Regions from separate parts of the Mus musculus genome. Here region 1 is linked to region 2. The links are chromatin contacts, called in public ChIA-PET maps. All regions are on one chromosome and are shown on one strand. Each heading gives the region's core, a stretch centred on a gene start, on an enhancer-like site or on the middle of the called end of the contact. The rest is flanking DNA. Distances are from core to core; before and after follow the strand shown.

Region 1 (2,700 bases), core at 198-2,697, 530 kb before region 2:
GGCGGCCATACAAGATGACCATGACATCCCATGGACTGGCGTCTCCAAAATGCTGGGGTCTCTGCTGTAATTGGACTGTGATTTTCTTCAGGGCTCTCTTCCTCATGCCAAGCCTCATCTTGTCTCCACGATCCCTTCGTAGGACTTCAACTGCTACTAAGGCTGTACCTTTTCTAATGGCCTGTCCTGGCTTCTCAGAGTGCCAAGCCCCACTTGCTTGCTATGACCCTTTCATGCCTTCAAAACTAGCACCAACTGGATGGTCTTACACATTACCAAGTCTTGGGCACTTCTGAAACACAGCTTCTGTGTGCCAACTCTGGGGAAACACTTTGCAGATTTTCCTTCCATGTCTCTTAAAAACAAACAAACAAACAACAAAACTACCACTGATTTCTTCGCTCCAGCTGACCAGCATCAACTGTCCCAGCAAAGGTTTAATTTTAGTGGCTCTCGTCCTTTGTTAATCACAGCTGACTCTTTAGCCCCAGACAACCAGAACCACAGATTATCAGCTCAGAGTAGCAAATAGCCCTGATAAGAGTCTTTGGGTGGCTTTTAAACTTCCCTCTGGAGCTTCCCAGGACTCCATTGTCTGCATTGCTCTGAATATTCTTTTTTTTTCCCCAGATTTATTTATTTTATGTATATGAGTACACTGTTGCTCTGTTCAGACACACCAGAAGAGGGCATCAGATCCCATCACAGATGATTGTAAGCCACCATGTGGTTGCTGGGAATTGAACTCAGGGCCTCTGGAAGAGCAGTCAGTGCTCTTAATCACTGAGCCATCTCTCCAGCCCCTGCTCTGAATAATCTTATCTTTAACGTTCCCTCAGAATAGCTCACTAAGCTTTGAACACTCACTGGCTTTTCTAGCCTAATGTTCCAATAAATATTCCAATAAACAATCCTCCAATAAACAACCTAGTCAGATTTGTCACAGCAATATCCCATGATCCAGGTACCAATTTGTCTTAGTTACAGTTACTGTTGCTATGGTAAAACCATGACCAAAAGCAAGCTGGGGAGGAAAGGGTTGATTTGGCTGTGTTCTGCTGCCTCAGCTGTGTCCTTAGCCCCATGGAAAATGTGAATAGAGTCTAACAGTCTTTCCTGAGATGGCTGGCGCTGTGGTGAGGGAAGCAGACACATCTTCCTGTGGTGATTACAGGCAATGGGAGAAGTAAGAGGGGTTACTGTTTATTCTCAGGCAGTTTGGGCAAGCACTGGCTTCAGTTTTAAAAACAAGAGAAAGCAGCTGGTTGGAATGATGTGGAGGCCATCCCTCCACAACCAGTTTCAGCTGTGGATTGACTTTTTTTCTTTTTCTTTTTTTTTTTTTTGGCTCTTCAGCAGGTGGTGCTGCAGTGCCATAAGACAGTTCATCTCTAGGAAGCTGGCTGAGGCCTGGATCAGGTTGATCCGAACTGCACAGCACCAACAGGCTGGGTTGAGTGAAAAGGCATTGCATTCGGAAATGTCAGTTCAGATGTCCCCTTCTCAGCTTGCCTAGCCTGCAGTTCTCTGCCTGGTTTGGGTTTCTAAGCATAGAGGCACAAAACTCCTCCCGAGGTAGAATCTTTATGTTTCTGTCCTGGTTCCAGTTCAGGAAGTGTTTATATATATTTTTAGTTTCACCACAACATTTTGGGTTTTCTCTTTGATGTGTCCCGTCTGGTCGCTGTGTTTGGAGTAGAGAGCCCATCAAAGAGGATTTCTTGTGCTGTCTTAACAGGAAGCCATGGGCTGAGAGTGTAAAGGAAACAAAGTTAGGTACTTGGTTATATACAGAACTAAAACGTAACCACAAGAAAGCTGCTTCTGTATGAGTCCAGTGGCCCTCAGCACACGGTTACAGGAACTCCTTCTGAGGCTTGCAGGCCCCCGAAGATAAGGACGATTAAGTAGGTGGGGTTCATTAGCATGCTCAAGTTGTCTAGAAAGATTGTACTTACTCTTTACCCTTTTGAAGATAAAATTAAAATAAAAAAGTCTCCAGACACCTCCATTGCCTAACCAGGTACTGCCTTGGACTTTCATTGCCTCTAGCTGCTTGTGTTGGCACACAAGTAGCTCTGCTTGAAATGCTGGGATACATTACCAAAGAACAGAGATGAAAGTGTTTATAGCGTCTGACCTCACCTTGAGGTTGCCATTCCGTTGTTGCTTTGAAGAGGGAAGTGGCTGGCAATGCCACACTGCCCATAGAGTCAGGGTCAAGCTGGTCAGAAGTGAATGTCAGTGACCACGGTATCACCTGAGTCAAATCACTCTTGTCCATTGAATTCACTTATTTTAGACATTTGCCATGTGGACTTTGTTCAAGTGTTTACATGGGTAAAAACTGTACTTTTAAATTTCTACAGATTTTTAGTTTTTAATTTTACAAGTATTAAAAGCATAGGACTTTACTAGTTTATGTTTGTGATACCTAACAGGATTAAAAAAAAAAATAACTTGAACCTGTCCTTGGGGCTCTCAGCTGTTCTTAGAGTGAGAAACCCTGCTTAGGTAAGCTTTGTTGATATACAGGCCTTGATCTTACTCACTGGCCACAGGTTGCCTGAGAGCAGGAGCCTTTTCACTAGAAGTGTGTTTGAGTTCCTAGTGTAAAATGGCTTCCTACAAATGTGCAGGCATCTTTTCTTGGTTTTGTTGGTGAGTGATAAATTCCTGTTCGAAGCAAAGATGGAGAGG
Region 2 (2,700 bases), core at 43-2,542:
CGCCCTCTTAGAATTTGTCTGCCAAAGAGATTTAGAACTGATCTCTCACCCACCCATCGACAAAAGCTTGCTTAGTGGATGCTCTGGGGAATCTGGTAAGCACGACCTTGGCTGTCATTTTAGGAAGTCAGGCGTGCCCAGGGACACATCGGTAGCCCAGGTCTGCCAAGCTCCCTGTTTCTGGCTAAGTTTATATTGATGAGCCAGGGAGTTTTAGGCAAACTGACAGAGGTCACATACTTGGTAGAAGGAACAGCGAGAATCTGAACCCAGGTCTTTGTGCTGCTGACTTTTTTCTAGGGCCTCACCTGTTCTTGAGCACGGATGTGCTAATGTTGACAGGACCAGAGATGAAGTAGGATGATAATAGTTCTTAAATGTCTGTCTAAACAGGGGTATTATTTAGAGCCTTTGGCCCCTATCAACTAATTTTCCCCCTTCCCTATGTACCATGAAGCTGATGTCTGTATCCCCACATTACAGTTGAAGGACAAGACACCAAGAGGCGTGAAGTGACTTACACAGGGCTGCTAAGCACGTAGGGGAGATGAGATTGGAATTTCCGACCTCTGGAGCTCCAGCCTGTAGCTTTGAATGTTAACCTGTGCTGCTTTGATTTTGCTCCTGGAGTTAGAGATATGAGCTGAAGGAAATACTCTTAAAAAAAAAAAAAGATTTATTTATACAAGTATACTGTAGCTGTCTTCAGACACACCAGAAGATGGCATCAGGTCCCCATTACAGATGGTTGTGAGCCACCATATGGTTGCTGGGATTAGAACTCAGGACCTCTGGAAGAGTAGTTAGTGCTCTTAACCACTGAGCCATCTCTCCAGTGCAGAAATGCTCTTTTGTTCAGGCTCAAGAACTGTAAATTCTCAGATGTGCCAGCTCTGGTAATGTCAGTTCCTTTTTTTTTTTTGTTTGTTTGTTTGTTTGTTTTTTGACAGGGTTTCTCTGTGTAGCCCTGGCTGTCCTGGAACTCACTTTGTAGACCAGGCTGGCCTCGAACTCAGAAATCCTCCTGCCTCTGACTCCTGAGTGCTGAGATTAAAGGTGTATGCCACCATGCCTCAGCTGTAAGGTCAGTTCCTTTAAGGAATTGAATTCCCCCAGCATTTACCTTACACCCCGGAAGCCCCAGTTCCGGCATCAGATCTCACCAGAAACAAAGCAGGCTGCCACTTCCTCAGGAAGAGGCCTGCACAAAAAGAGTAGTTCCTGGGCTGGCCCAGCCAGCCAAGACATGACACAGAGATTTCAAAAGAGATAAGTCACTGTGTTGTGCTGGTCACTGTTATCTTTTCTAGTCTCAGATTTCCTAACCCTGACTGGGCTATATGCAAATGTACTGGGGCTTGATCTTAGAACCTTTTGTATGCTAAAGCATGCGGAGCACATGCCCAGGCCTTGCCAGAAACCTTTGAATGCCAGCTATAACCCACGCATATCTGAAATGCAGATTTAATGAGCTTGACACCCCAGGTTCAGGGTTCAGGGTCCCGGTATGCGGGCAGGTTGTCTGTGACTGGGTTGGGCACTTACATTCTATTGCCCACATTAGTAGCCAGTGGTGCTCAGGCCTGGGCAGGCACCCCACCGTTTTGCGTTCTGCCCACTGCTTCCTGGGGAGTCCTCCAGCTGTTTCCTCTTTCATAACCACTGTGCTTTGACATTTGTCCTTTGAGACCCAACAAAAGGGAGCTGGGGAACAGCTTGTTGCCTTTGTTTTCTGAAGTAACTCCCATTAGGACAAGCTTCCCCTGCAGTGAGGGAGCCATGGCCTCTTGGAAGGCTGGTACTGACTTGAGTTATCCTGGGAGGCTGCAGAAGGGGCTGGGCCCGGCTGAGGCCCTTGCTATCTTCATTCTCTGTGCTCACATCTCTCATTGGTAGCAGGGCCCAGCTGGCCTCAGAAAAAGCTTCTATGGTCAGGAAAACCCTGATCTGGTCCCGGAGAACCAAGGTGAGCCCGGTGGTGTGTGAGGGGCTTTGTCCCACGGAGGGCAGCTGGTGACTTCCCCTCCCGTTTACAGATGCTGGTGTGGAAGCTCCCTGCAGAACTTGGAGGCCCTCCCTCCCACTCCCAAGTCCTCCTGAAGTGTGCCTGAAGCTCGAGAGGTCACACTGGTTCAGTGGGTCAGACAGGCTCCAAGAGCCACACGGGTTGTGGAGACCCCTGCTTCTTTACCTTACAATGCTTGAGGAACTTTGACTGATGCTCTGCAGAGACTCATGGTTTCTGAAGGAGAGGTTGTGGGTGCAGATCTGAAATTGTGTGGAGAAGGTAAACTCCATGTGTGTGATGATTAATTTTCTTTCTTTTTCCAATAATTTATTTTTATTTACTTTATATCCCTATCACAACCTCTTCCCTTCTCTCCTTCTAATCCTACCCTTACAAATTTCTCCTCCCATTGTTCCCTACTCTTCTAAGAGAAGGGGGATCCCCCTTGGGTACCACTCCACTCTGGGACATCTAGACATCCTCTCCCACTGAGTCCAAACTATGAAGTCTAGGTAGGGGGAAGGGGATCCAATGGAAGGAACAGAGACCAAGACAGCCCCCACTCCACTTGTTAGGGATCCTACATGAACACCAAGCTGCAAATTTGCTACAAATGTGTAGGGGAGCTATGTCCAGTTCCCTGGCTGGTGGTTCAGTCTCTGTGAGCCCCCAGTGGCCCAAGTTAGTTGACT

What was found. ChIA-PET counts read pairs in DNA pulled down with a chosen protein or histone mark.
Region 1: an RNA polymerase II ChIA-PET map of effector CD8 T cells shows a contact between it and region 2, with 10 read pairs. The contact joins two enhancer-like sites. A contact is called at or near these places in 7 of 39 promoter capture datasets (the C10 cell line, cranial neural crest, embryonic stem cells and 3 more), 1 of 115 datasets of contacts at active chromatin or transcription factors (effector CD8 T cells) and 2 of 9 other capture datasets (embryonic stem cells and liver).

The regions. Positions count from the first base shown.
Region 1 is chr13:63,410,193-63,412,892 of GRCm38.p6, reverse strand. All of the region lies in intron 1 of Fancc (Fanconi anemia, complementation group C), which reads left to right. Among named protein-coding and RNA genes, the nearest start is that of Fancc, 20 kb to the left of the region's middle. Within about 2 kb of position 1,447, at least 78 of the 459 cell types and tissues checked have an H3K27ac peak or open chromatin away from gene starts, as enhancers often do. A contact at or near this core is called in effector CD8 T cells and pre-B cells, where this site is marked.
Region 2 is chr13:62,878,968-62,881,667 of GRCm38.p6, reverse strand. The region is part of intron 1 of Fbp1 (fructose bisphosphatase 1); the gene reads left to right. It overlaps Gm38679 (a long non-coding RNA gene), which reads left to right. Exons shown (of 3, transcript XR_873587.2): 2 at 1,900-1,966; 3 at 2,037-2,700. Among named protein-coding and RNA genes, the nearest start is that of Gm38679, 4.8 kb to the left of the region's middle. Within about 2 kb of position 1,292, at least 138 of the 459 cell types and tissues checked have an H3K27ac peak or open chromatin away from gene starts, as enhancers often do. A contact at or near this core is called in effector CD8 T cells and pre-B cells, where this site is marked.